Regions from separate parts of the Sus scrofa genome. Here region 2 is linked to region 1. A link is a contact called in public Hi-C data. All regions are on one chromosome and are shown on one strand. The core of a region is the stretch at or near the end of the contact, and the rest is flanking DNA. Distances in the headings are between cores, read along the strand shown. Region 1 overlaps TTLL5 (tubulin polyglutamylase TTLL5). Region 2 overlaps TTLL5 (tubulin polyglutamylase TTLL5).

What was found. A called contact is a pair of places that touch in the nucleus more often than the background predicts.
Region 2: a Hi-C map of liver shows a contact between it and region 1, with 1.7 times the contacts expected there. The contact joins two enhancer-like sites. A contact is called at or near these places in 13 of 47 Hi-C or Micro-C datasets (alveolar macrophages, embryonic fibroblasts, epiblast stem cells and 7 more) and 1 of 2 datasets of contacts at active chromatin or transcription factors (skeletal muscle).

The regions. Positions count from the first base shown.
Region 1 is chr7:98,860,808-98,867,809 of Sscrofa11.1, forward strand. TTLL5 (tubulin polyglutamylase TTLL5) reads left to right here. Exons shown (of 32, transcript XM_021099539.1): 9 at 377-461. Among named protein-coding and RNA genes, the nearest start is that of TTLL5, 42 kb to the left of the region's middle. Within about 2 kb of position 4,199, at least 59 of the 83 cell types and tissues checked have an H3K27ac peak or open chromatin away from gene starts, as enhancers often do. A contact at or near this core is called in fetal skeletal muscle and liver, where this site is marked.
Region 2 is chr7:99,077,238-99,083,660 of Sscrofa11.1, forward strand. It overlaps TTLL5 (tubulin polyglutamylase TTLL5), which reads left to right. Exons shown (of 32, transcript XM_021099539.1): 31 at 227-308; 32 at 4,867-6,423. The coding sequence ends at 4,947. Among named protein-coding and RNA genes, the nearest start is that of TGFB3, 74 kb to the right of the region's middle. Within about 2 kb of position 3,839, at least 16 of the 83 cell types and tissues checked have an H3K27ac peak or open chromatin away from gene starts, as enhancers often do. A contact at or near this core is called in fetal skeletal muscle and liver, where this site is marked.

The sequences.
Region 1 (7,002 bases), core at 2,949-5,448:
CTGGTAAGTTTTATTAAGCTACTGTCAAATTCTTGGCAGCTGTGGCTCCAGAGATGAGGCTGGTTCCTTACCTACCTTGAGGGATTATTTTGAAGATGATTTTGAGATAATAAAAAAGAAAGTGCTTTATAGGTTATACGGTAACAAATATATATATGAAGGCTATTCAATACATGTATATACATTCTCTCTCGTTATAGATACAGTATAATTATTATCTGTCCTCAAAAGGAAAAGGTGTGTGGGCAGTGTGTGTTTCATGGGGAGAGGAGAGCTCTTCTTTCCTTTATATTTTTTTGTTACATTGTCCTGTTTATTCTGTGACAGAAAACAAATGAACTTTGTTTTTCCTGTGCACCCCAATTTTTTTTTCCAGATTTTAAGTTTGATGTGCGCCTCTATGTGCTTGTGACTTCCTATGATCCTCTTGTCATCTATCTCTATGAAGAAGGATTGGCGAGGTAAGAGACCTTGGTTGATTGATAGTGGAGTGGGGATTTGAACTCCTGGATCCACAGCTGAGGGCTTGAACTGTTTCATGCTCTCTTGTATTTGGGGGTGGGGGAAGGTGTTAGCTGCTTTTTTTTTCCCACATAAAAATCTATACTTCACATTGATTATTCACACACACACACACACACTCACACCTATAATTTTGTTTCTCTAGAGGTACTTCTTAGGTTTTAAGGTAGTGTGACTTACAAAATTTTTCTTTTTTTGCTTTTTAGGGCCACACCTGTGGCATATGGAAGTTCCCAGGCTAGGGGTTGAAATGGAGCTGCAGCTGCCGGCCACAGCCACAGCCACAGCCACTGCAACTTGGGATCCGAGCTGCATCTGTGACCTACACCACAGCTCATGGCAGCTCTGGATCCTGACCCAGTGAGCAAGGCCAGGGATCGAATCCACGTCCTCAAGGTTGCTGGTCAGATTTGTTTCCGCTGAGCCACAGTGGAAACTCCCCCAAGTTAAATTAAAATTATAATAATTTGAAGTTGTATTTCCCATGTTGACAGGATTTTACAGGTAGCAGCATTTTCTTAGACCCTTTCAATTTTTTAAAATAAGTATGTAACTTAGCTGTGCTTGTGTTCTTTTCTCCCGCAACACAAATATGTATGTATGTTCAAAAAGTATGTATGTGTGTGTATATTCTTTGGTTTTATATAAATATATATATAAAATTTCACCAAGTACCTTGCTTTGAAGTTCCTTTTATGTGTAGGTTCCTTATTGGGCATAGCAGTTTAGGAGGTGGTTTGCATCTGTAAAAAGCATGGCCATAATATTTCTGTATTTTAGTAAGTGTACTTTAAAAACATGAAATACCATGGATAAAAGAAGGCTACCTATGTAATTGTAGGTGCTTTGGTACATATTATTGTACTCTGACAACTGTTAGTTTAGAATCATTTTAATTATTTCATATACTCAAAAAATTTTTTATATATAATGATTTTTATTTTATTTTTTTTTCATTATAGCTGATTTACAGTGTTCTGTCAGTTTTCTACTGTACAGCATAGTGACCCAGTTACACATACATGTATAGATTCTTTTTTCTTACATTATCATGCTCCATCAAAAATTTTTGATGTGCTGTGTGACTAGAGTCAGAGGGTGAGAACTAGATTCTAGCTGGTTGAGCCATGACTTCCCTTCACCTCCAGGTGGCAGTGATACCATTTATAAGCCCGGTCATATTTTTAACTAAGATTTCTGAGTTTGAACCTTGGGAAACACCGAAGGCCACTGAATCTCCCTAGTTCTGTTCTCTAGATCCTTGAAAACTAAGCTGGGGCAGGAGGGTAGGGGGGCATTGCTAAAATATTCCTTGGTTTTTAGATAAAGGGCTGAACCAGGTATCTGGGCACAAACTAACTACTAACTACTAAACAGATTTTCATAGGAAAGAAGTTTTCTGTAGTGTTTTTTAAACACCCGTGCTCTCACATTTTGAAGTATAGGGATGAAAGCTGAATATCCATAGTATCTAGGACAAAAAGAAGGTGAAATAGGCCCCTTGCTTCTGCTCAGGTGTATAAGGTGCTGAAGATTTTTCATTTTGTAATTTGAGATGTCCCTGTTTCCCTCTGTGTGCCATGAGCTCCTTCACCCTCCTGCTTCCACTCATCTTCGCCCAGCTTGTTTCCTCTCCCCTTCTTGGGAGCTGATTATGTCCTGCCATCAACTGGGCTTCCTGAATAGGGCAGAGACCTCAAGGTCATGCTGTTTCTCAAGGATATCATAGCAGTATGTTTTGCATATTATTCCAAAGGTACTTCACCCGCAGTATTAATAGCCTCTCTGTTGGTAAAATCTGGCATAGTTTTAAAACCTCAGTGGTTCAGATGCAAAGTGATTCAGATTGCAATACCAATATTTATTATAAAATTTACTACAGACATGCAAGTGCTCTGGCTATTGGCTGTGTGTGGGAAGTCAGAACCCACTGAATTGAGTGACTCTGTTCTCATGCCTCCAGCAGGAACTGAGTATGTGTCCATAATTTTTTTTAGTGGATGCTTTTTCTCAGAATAATTTGGAAAACAGCTTTTTTAAAACTTGGATTAAATTGAACCAAAAAATATGAATTTTCAGGGCTTTGGCTCATTTTACCTAAAAGCATAGGTGAATAATAAAGCTTTACAAGAGGATAATACATTATGACAGGCTATTAGCCAGTCCTGCAAGGGTGCATTGCTCTGTGCAATAACTTCCATGCGCCTAAGTTGCTGTGTCTTAACCGCTGTGTATCTTGGCGTTCCTCTGCTTCTTTTTAATCCGCAGAATCCGCTCGATTGTGTCATTACTCTCAACAATAGTCTACAGCATCTCCAGATCTGCAGTCTCTAGTAACCTTGGGTCACGTGTGTTTTATATGGACATTACTGAAGATAATCAGTTTGGGATGAGATCACTCAAACATTTTACTTTGAGGCTCAACAAGGAAAACCATCATCTTTCCTAAAGAGACAGAACTGGCAGCAGTGTCATTGGTCTCCTTTTTTAGAACCCGTATCATTTCTGTTTGGGGCCTCAGAAGTCATGCTTAGGTGACGGAAAGGTTAAGTTCATTTCATAAGACGGTTCTGTGAAGTAAGAATTTTGTGTAAATTCTTTACCTTCTTAGATTTACTAAAGCAAAAGACCCTAAATGCTTTTTTTCTAGACTAGTAATTTCAGTTGTCCTTGTCTTATTAACATGGGAAGTAGAAAAACTCTCTTCTTCTTATATGTGGACAAAATATTGAGACGTTTTAAAAAATGGTGTCAGTAGTATTTGAGTCCAGTGTTTTGCCCCTTCCTGCTTTTTGACTTTCCTCGTATGTTGTTGTTTGGCACCAGCAGGGGACACTCCGGTTTCCAAAGAGGGGTGCTGTTCTCTACCAAAATGGTGCAGGCTCTTTTTCCTTTCAGAGGTGGAATCCAGAAAGACTTTGTCCTGGATTTTACAGTTTTAGGTGGATCCAGTATGTGGTCTAAACCATTTGTGAAGGCCCTTTTTGAGACAAAGCTAACAGCCAAATTTTCGCTGAAAGAGGAAAAATAAAAAGTTGAAAAAGAAAGTTAAAACAAAATTGAGTTGAAAACCAAATGTGCTGTCAGAGACCCAAAGCTAGGTAGCGCTAGCAACTGGGGTGGGGTGGGGGGGATGAAAGAGCCCATCCAGGGAACTGGGGGAGCTCCACCCACACGGCGGAGGTGGGAGAAGGGGATGCCGAGAAGGCCCGAGGAGGCCCCGGTTGGTCTGGTCGGGGACTGCCTCTCTTTGGCCTCAGCCATATTATTCAGTGGAAACTCAGAAAAGATCCCGAAGCATTTGTAATGCCTCTCCCTTGCTCCCCGCCCCCAGTTCCTTCTTCAGTAGCCTTCCTTGCTAATTAACACTGGCTCCGCAGGGATATTTACCTTTTCTCTGCTGGATTCCTGTGGTTTTGAAAGAATTCAGGTACTTGCCGGTTGCCAAGGAATTCAGATTACCTCACGGGCTGCACACTGTCCAGAATCTGCCACAGCAGCAGGAGGAGGGGAGAGACACCGACAAGGGGGAGAAAACCCTCTCCAGCGCTCATTGTCACCCTCCCTGGCAGGCCCTTGCTGTTTGTGAAGTTTGAGTCATTTCTGGCTCTGAGGACCAGGGGATCAGGCTGGTAATCCCCTCCCAGACGGCTCCGCAGGGCGCTGCCTCGTCACTGCAGCACTTTGGCAGTCTCCCGGCCGCAGCTGGTTGACAGCAGATCAGAGAGCTCTTGGGCCTCTTGTTCTCTTCCATAAGATTTTTCTGGGTCAGGGCAGGATGAAACCCAGTGGCTCCTGGCACGGCTGCCTGAGGCGCTGTCTCTTGATCCTCCAGGCCTTTGTGGCTCTGAATGGCTACACCTGCTGAAAGATAACGTGTCCGCCACAGCCAGGGTCTCCTCAGAGCTGCCCTCCCCTTACTTTGTGTGTTTGCAGTGAATGTTTGTTAGAATAAATGTGTGGTTTAACTATCCTCCATCTAGACTCTCAGGGACTGACTGTGGTCTCGTGTTCATAGAACAAAGGAGAGGTGAAAGGACCCCACTAACTGTGTTTTCCTTCCCGTTTGAGGTCCATGTAGTAGAGCTCCTGAACCAGCAACTCAGGTGTGGTTTCATTTAGTGCCTGTCAGGTACCTACTGTATGTCTAACAGCGAGACCCTTCCTTCACACACACACACACACACACACACACACTCACTCACTCAAGAGTTTTAGACAAATTATTACCATTGTCTTCATTCTCATTGAGAAACATTCGAAAGCAAAAAGAAAATACAGCTTTTGATTTAAGAATTTATTGTCAGAGGAGTTCCTGTTGTGGCTCAGTGGGTTATGAACCCGACTAGTATCCATGAGGATGCGTGTTCAATCCCGGGCCTCGCTCAGTGGGTTAAGGATCTGACGTTGCCATGAGCTGCGGTATAGGTTGCAGATGAGGCTCAGATCCCATGTTACTGTGGCTGTGGGATAGACCTGTAGCTGTAGTTCCTAACTGACCCCTAGCCTGGGAACCTCCATGTGCCATGGGTGTGGCCCTAAAAAGCAAAATAAAAAGAATTTATTGTCTATTAGAATAAAGATAATCTAATATGTTTTAGTGTGTACCAAAAAAAAAAAAAAAATGGACGTATAGTTCTCTACTCATCAGTAGGTTGTGAAATAGTACCCAGAGTTTCTGATTTGGCAAAAAAAGTAGAGTTCCCCCCCACCTTTTTTTTCTTTCTCTCTCTTGCTCCCTCTCCCTGCCCCCCCCCCCCTTTTTAGGCTTAAAGGTCAAGGCTATGAAATTCTGTCTTGAGAGCTTTTCCTAAAGCTTGATTTCATTAAGGAGGTGGTTCAAGACTCAATTCCTCATGTAAATTTCAGTATGTGTGTTAGGAGAAGTATTTGCAAACTTGGTCCTAGGCTAGCTAGTAGAGAATTACCACTTTTAGGTTGTTTCTAATAAAAGAATTGTGTTGATGCTTTCAGACCTAACTAGGATGAAATATGAAATGTGAAGATCTAAATCACAAATCGCAAACCTCAGTGTTCACAAGGACATTGACTAAACAGCTGGCTAGGTGGAGACTGGAGAACCAGAGCTCACATGTACCATCTAAAGGGCATTTACTATTCAGTGGCAACAAGTCTGTGATGCATGGTGGTGCTGTGATCTGAATGTGACCTCCCAGGTTTACATATTAAAATCCTAACTCTCAAGGTGGTGTTATTTGAAGGTGGGAGTTGTTTTTTTTTTGTTGTTGTTGTTGTTGCTATTTCTTGGGCCGCTCCTGCGGCATATGGAGGTTCCCAGGCTAGGGGTCCAATCGGAGCTGTAGCCACCGGCCTATGCCAGAGCCACAGCAACGAGGGATCCGAGCCGTGTCTGCAACCTACACCACAGCTCACGGCAACGCCGGATCGTTAACCCACTGAGCAAGGGCAGGGATTGAACCCGCAACCTCATGGTTCCTAGTCGGATTCGTTAACCACTGCGCCATGACGGGAACTCCCTGAAGGTGGGCGTTTTGAGAGGTAATTAGGTCATGAGGGTGGAGCCCTCGTGAATGATTAGTGCCCTTTTATAAAAGAGCCCTGGAGAAATTTCTCACCCTTTCTGCCCTGTGAGGGCACAGTAAGAAGGTGCTGTCTATCTGCCTGCATCTTAGTCTTGGACCTCAAGCCTCCAGAACTATGAGAACTAAATTCCTGTTGTTTATAAACTACATAGTTTATAGTATTTTGTTATAGCAGCCCAAATGGACTAAGATAGGTAGTATTGCCAGATCTTCTGGTTTTTTAAGGCTGAAAAATCTAGATTTTTATTGAGAAACTTACTTTTGTTTTTAAACGTTTAATTTTGAAACCATTTCAAAGTTAAAGAAAACCTGTAAAAATAGTATTTTGTCTAGAGACACATTCAAATTCGACCAACTGTCCTGATAGTGTTCTTTATAGCAGAAGGATCCAAATCCAGGGTCACATGTTATATTTAGTTGCCGAGTCTCTTTAGTCTCTTTGCTCTGAAACATTAACTCAGTCTTTCCTTGACTTTTATGACTTCATTATTATTATTTTTTTCTTTTTTTATGGCTGCACCCGAGGCATATGGAAGTTCCCAGGCTAGAGATCGAATTGGAGCTACAGCTTCAGGCCTATGCCACAGCCACAGCAACGCGGGATCCGAGCTGTAAGTGTGACCACAGCTCATGGCGATGCGGATCCGTAACACACTGAGTGGGGCAAAGGATCGAACCGTCATCCTCATGGATGCTAGTTGGGTTCGTTTCCCCTGAGCCACAGTGGAACTCTATGACTTCAGCAGTTTTGAAGATTTAGGGTAGTCATTTTGTAGAATGGCCCTCAATTTGGGTTTGTCTGATTTTTTTTCATAATGAGATTCACAGTAAATATTTTTGCCTAGGATGTTACGGAAGCGATGCTGTGTTCTCATTGCCTGATTTCGAATGGCACATAACTGTTTAGTGGTGTTTG
Region 2 (6,423 bases), core at 2,589-5,088, 220 kb after region 1:
AGCTACATTCCAGTGTGGAGAGGTGGACAATCAGTTTTCAGATACATAACCTTTCAGAAGAAGGGGATGGATTGATCGTATAAGTCCTTTCTCGTGAGATGACATCTGGTCTTGAAAGAAGCAAGGGAATGAGTAGCAATGCCGAGAGCAAGAGGCAGAGCCATTGGAGGGCCTGGACTTGACCTCGCTTTCTCTCTGCAGCTCTAACAAGCTGCTTGTGTTTCAGAGGATCCTCCACGGAAGGGCAGCTGAGTGGACTCCAGAGCAGCCTTAATCTGCAGCCTTCGTGCCCATCACCAGCTCCGCAGGTGAGTTCCAGGCCAGACAGCGGGGAGGGGCTGGGCTGCCTCTGAAGAGAGCGCCAGTCCACAGTACGAAGCATCCAGGTTTCTGAAGCATTGGCAAATGGGTGTTTTGTTCCTTTCTTCTTTCAAACGATACCGACATTTTAGGAGTAAATGGTTTTCCAGAACTGGTTTGGGATATTTGGAATTTCCCAGTCTGGTAGAATGTCAGCAGGTTTGCAGCAATTAGTAAAAATGCCTTGTTCGACTGGTGTTTTACTGTTTCTATGGTTTTTCCGCATGTGGGGTCTCTCGCTAAATCCTCACTGCACCTTGTGAGGTCTAACCTCGTCCCTCCGCATGAGGAATCAGAGGCTCAGAAAGTCAAGGGGCCTGTGGGAGATGCTCCATGGATGCAGATCCAGAGCTGTGGTCTGATGTGCATCCTGTCATGCTGATGTCACGGTCTGTTGCCAGGTAGTTGCTAAGGGCCTCTCAGTGGAGGTGCAGGGATAGTTTTCTGTGAATAATAATTTAGAAAAATACTCAAATAGCTATTCAGAAAATTGAAAGCAAATCACTTGGATTCAATTCAACAAATACTTATTTTTGAGCCTTCTTGAGAAAGTAGCATGTTGGGCACTGAGGCACGTAAGGTGAACCAGACAGCCCCTGCCCTGGGGAGCCTGGGAGGGGGGACTAGCAGGCACTGGGGACTCAGAATAATAGACAGAGTTGGCTGAGCGCTTGCTATGTGTCAGGCACAGTCCTGAATGCTTTACATGTCACAACTCATTTGTTCACAAAATGGGCGTATAATATAGGAGCTGTGTTCCCCATTTCATGGCTGAAGCAATAAAGGCACAGATTATGAAATGCACTTAAAACCTCCCAGCTGGGAGTTCTCACTGTGGTGCAACAGGATCAGTGGTGTCTCTGGAGTGCTGGGACTCAAGTTGGATCCCTAGCCCGGCACAGTGGGTTAAGGATCCTGTGTTGCACTGGCTGCAGTGTAGGTCACAACTACGGCTCTGATCCAGATACCTGGCTCAAAAGGGAAGTCCCTATGCCACGTGGTGGCCAAAAAAGAAAAAGATAATAATAATAAACAAGTAAAACCTCGCAGCTAGTAAATGGTGGGGCAGTATTTGAAGCCAAGCAACCTGGCCCAAGCGCTTTAGGGATTGGGGCGGGCTTCCTAGAGGAATAAGCATCTTTGCGGGAGTCTGACTATGGACAGGTCAGCCAGGAGAGTTGGGGATGTGGGGTGGAACAGTGTGGGAAGGGAGCTGGTGCTGACCTCAGGGGTCAGTGTGGCTGGGGACCAGGGATGAGCAGGGAGTGGCAAGAGGCTGTAGAGGTACAAGGTCAGCCTCTAAGCCGTGGAGGGAGCTTGTTCCTGAGAGCAGTGGGGAGCCGTGAAGGAGTTTAAGGCCCAGCTGCGAGGGGGTGTGTGTGTGACCCAGTACACCTTAAAATGACCAGGCTCGCTGAGGAGTCTGATTACTTTGACGGTATCATGAGGCTACTTACATCTGCATCATAGGCTTACTCTGAGAGCCAAAGGAAGCAATATAAAGAGAACGGCACTATTACTGCATCTGAGTCAGATAATCCTATGAGAAGAGTAGATTTTATTCTCCACTTAAACTTTTTGAATCTGAATTCAAAATATATCTGATGGGAGTTCCTGTCGTGGTGCAGCAGAAACAAATCCGACTCGGAACCATGAGGTTGTGGGTTCAATCACTGGCCTCGCTCAGTGGGTTAAGGATCCGGCGTTGCCATGAGCTATGGTGTAGGTCGCAGATTCGGCTCAGATTTGGTGTGGCTCTGGCTGTGGCTGTAGCCAGCAGCCGTAGCTCTGATTAGACCCCTAGCCTGGGAACCTCCATATGCCATGGGTGCAGCACTTAAAAAAAAAAAAAAAAAAAAAAAAAAAGATACATCTGATTGTGATGAGTGTATAGTCTACCCCCGTCAGGGGACCCCAAAAGAATTACTAAAACACTGCAGTTATTTTTAAGGAAGTTAAATTTCCACCTGGAACTCGTACGGCCTGAGAAGTGTGGCTAAGATAACCTGGGACTGGTTGCAAGGGTCTCCATGAGATACAGCAGTGAGGGCCCCTGCAGCTCTTCACATTTGCTGAGGCTGGACAGGTGTACAAAGCTTGGCAGATCCAGGAAGCCTGCTCATTTTATTTACATGTCTAATTGGTAAATTAAGTACATAATTGAACTCTTTGCATGCACTCTGGCTGAGGAAGGGGGAAATTTGAGGGGCCACGTTGGTCATGCTTTCAGCATCTTGATCATGAATTAATATTTACTGATTGTTGGCGTTACTTAGAAGTTTTTATAACAGTTGTACTGAATTTGTGATGAAAACAGAGCAAGGAGGAGTTCCCGTCGTGGCGCAGTGGTTAACGAATCCGAGTAGGAACCATGAGGTTGCGGGTTCTGTCCCTGGCCTTGCTCAGTGGGTTAAGGATCTGGCGTTGCCGTGAGCTGTGGTGTAGGTTACAGACGCGGCTCGGATTCTGCGTTGCTGTGGCTCTGGCGTAGGCCAGTGGCTACAGCTCCGATTTGACCCCTAGCCTGGGAACCTCCATATGCCGCGGGAGCGGCCCAAAGAAATAGCAAAAAGACAAAAAAAAAAAAAAAGAAAAAAAAAAAGAAAACAGAGCAAGGAGAAGTTCTTCTTCTTTTGTCTCTAAATAACTCTAGACCTCTAAAAAGTCCGTCGAACGTATTTCTCTTCTGTGACTTTCCCGGTGTTCCTGATCCTTAAAGAAATACTGATGAACATGATGTAGCAAGGCTCAGGCATTTTCCACATTCCCAATAAAACACTTAGCAATATAATAATAACTAACCTTATTAGAACTATTTATAAAGCTAGAAATAACTCCCTGACACGTCAGCATTTCAACTACAAATTATGTTCTTCTCTATTACACATAGATTTAAAGGTGTTCTTCTAGGGGTTCAGAAGAGTATCCTATAAAAAGGAGAAGGTTAGGTTGCTTTTTAAAACATTTTTCTTTAAACCTACAAGAGGGAAAAACAACCCCCATAATAAGTCAAAAAGTTTACACGTCTCTCTGAGTTGGGAAGTTCTGCCTGTATAGGAATCACTAGACTGACTATGAAAGGTATTTAGCCCTGTCTGGTCAAGTTAACTCAGTTATTGAGTCCATGAATATAGCAAAAGTCTGTTTCCTGACCCCTTGACCCTCCCCCAAGTCTAGCCAAGCAGGCCTTAAAGCTGTGTGACCTTGTTCAGCAGGCAGTCTGAATGAGATAGTGGTTCATCCCAGGGCACTGTTGAAAAACAACTCGGAGTCCTTTCCTGCTGATGGTGGCTTAGTGACATTCTTCTTATTATGAACATTAAATGAGGTAGTGAATGTGAAAGCCCTTAGCAGAGTGCCTGGAATGCTCCATGAATGTTACTTTCCTTGACTTCCCTACCTCAGGCTATATATTCTGTGTTTGCTATAGAAGGGAAGGTGTAGAGTCAGCAAATTTGGAAATTTGAGAAGGAAGCTGGAGTGAGGGCCTCTGGCTCAAAGCCAAAGCCATTGGCCTTCCTTCTTTATAACCATGGTGTTCTTCTTGAGTTCTGAAGTGATGATAGTGAACTAAAATAGCAGAGAGCAACAGATTAGATAACTGGCATTTCTCTCGTGCTGATTTGATGGCGTAAACTACCGTTGCTGTAGGGCCTGAAGCATCCCAGCTGCCCTCATCCCTGGCCCTTAGCTTCCGCCTAAGCTTTTCCTGTCCTGGAGCCCAGCCTCTACATGCTCCCCTCCCCCCAACTGTGGTGTTTTTTTGTTTGGTTGGTTGGTTGGTTTTTGTTTTTTTAACTCTTTTATTGATCTATAGTTGGAGAAAGGGACCTTACACTTTTTGAACACCGATGCTGGATTTCATTTAGGGAAAGTGAGAAGCAGTGCCTTGTTAAGTGTTTGTCATTTGGGGCCCTGAAAAAATCCACTGTAGGTTTAGGCTCTTTGCATGGGAACGAGGCAGCAGCAGGTCAGGGTGCCTCTGCCTGCTCACATTATCAGTGAGACAACAAGAAAAAGGAACTCATTTTAATATAAAGTAAACCCAGTGGAGCTTAAACCCTAAGGACCTAGAAATCACTCTGACTTTCAAGTGAAATTATTTTCCTGGCAGCTCTCGGCAGAATGACCTATTTTTACTGTAATATTCTTGTTCTTTTCACATGTATTGTATACCTTTTGGAGATCTGGGGCGGCTTAAGAATAATAGATTAATAATAAAAATAAATAAAGCTCTTGAGATGCTCACCCTGGTGTCTTATACCCTCTGCTGTGCCCCAAACGTTCTTCTCTCCCCAGAACCCAAGGGACAAGAGTTTGGGCTGATTACCCACTTTTATGTTGTTAGAAAGCAAGAGAGAAAGGATAGATTCGGTGTTTGGGGCACCAACATCAGGGAAAACGATGATCCCCTAAAACCTTGCTTGACCGCTTGTCCTTTCAGCCAAGATCAAATAAAGTGTTAAGTAGGGGTTTTTTGTTTTTTGTTTTTTTTACATTTTTCAGGATCTTTGGAAGCTCCCCAAATTGTTTTCGCCAGATCCAAACCCTTGCCCACACAATCTGGAACTCTTGCTACAGTTATAGGACAGAGAAAATCAAAGTCGGTGAAGTCAGGGCCAATTTAAGGTAACAGTAAGAAATAAAAGCATAGTTTTTTATTATAACTTGCTGACTTTATACCACAGCAAGAGATTTAATAGCTATCAAGAGAAGTGATAGTTTCTCAAAATGACAAGGAAATTGACATTTTATAAAACAAAGCTCAGGCAGGACTCTCCAAAACCGTGGATCAGTTAAGCTACCACTGGCTTGCTTCTGTATTGACCTACCAGTAGGTGGCGCTGTGGCAGTAAGAAATGTCCTTGCTATCATGGAGGCTTTTGATTAAAAGTAAGGGGGCATTGAGACTGATCAAAGAAAGAAACTAAAGCCATAATTGAGTTATCACAGGTAAAATGTAACAGATGTATTGAAAAGCATGATATTTGACAGTCAAATTGCAATAGCATCTAAAGAGAATGAATAGTTATTATTAAAGATGATTATTAAAGAAGACTTTTAGACTGCAGATGGGTAGTTTGTGAACTAGACCTTTAGATAATGGGAGTCAGTCAGGAAGCAAAATTTTTTTAAAACTTTTTGGTGAGATTGATTAATTATGCTTTTTCTCTGAGTTACTTAAGATAAACGTACCGTAATTGGACGCAAAACAAACTATAAACCCCATCCTTCCACCCATACAGAAAGAGCTTCTACACTGAAGGAATGACCTGACTTGATAAGGCTGTACCCACACTTCACCAAAGTGGCCCCCAGTATTTTGTTGCCAGCTATGGCCTTCAAAACTTTTCAGAAAATTCTGTGAAACCTCAAGGTTTTAATGATTCCTTTCCTCTTTGCTTTACCCTACACACTAATGCATTAATGGCACACCTGCTATGAGCTTAATACTCTTCTTACCTCTAGGAGAATATTTATAAACTTATTTGAGAAGCATTATTCATCAAACTACCCCAGGAGAGCAAGGGAGGGAGGAAAATTATTTACCCACCACAGGATTCATTTACATTGGATCAGAAAGCTTCAAATATCTTTCCCCAGCCCATCTAAACTCCTTCCAAAAAGGAATAAGAAGAGAGAAGAGAACACCAAATCCATGGCTTGGTCATCTACCAAAATGTACCAGAGAAACTGAAAACAACCAGAATTTTATTAGTAATACTTAGCCAATGGTCCTTTAATTCTGATACTGAGCAGCCTATCCGGTGAGGAACGACTCATAAAATATAGAAAACTAAAGCAAGAAGGTCAATATTTCCTTCAGGAGACTGGCAGCCAGAAGAATGAATATGACATCAAGCTCCAAACCAAACCAATGGCCTGCCAAGAAGTACTAATGTCCATCCGTTTCCAGCGCTGTGAGACTTGGACTTGCCGCAGTTGTAATATCGCTTTCCTTGAACCTATTTCATGAGTATCCCTTACAATCCACCCAGAACATTACATGGCAAAATAGGATCATCAGCAAAGAGGCCTTGGGAAAGATCCCATCTCTCAACA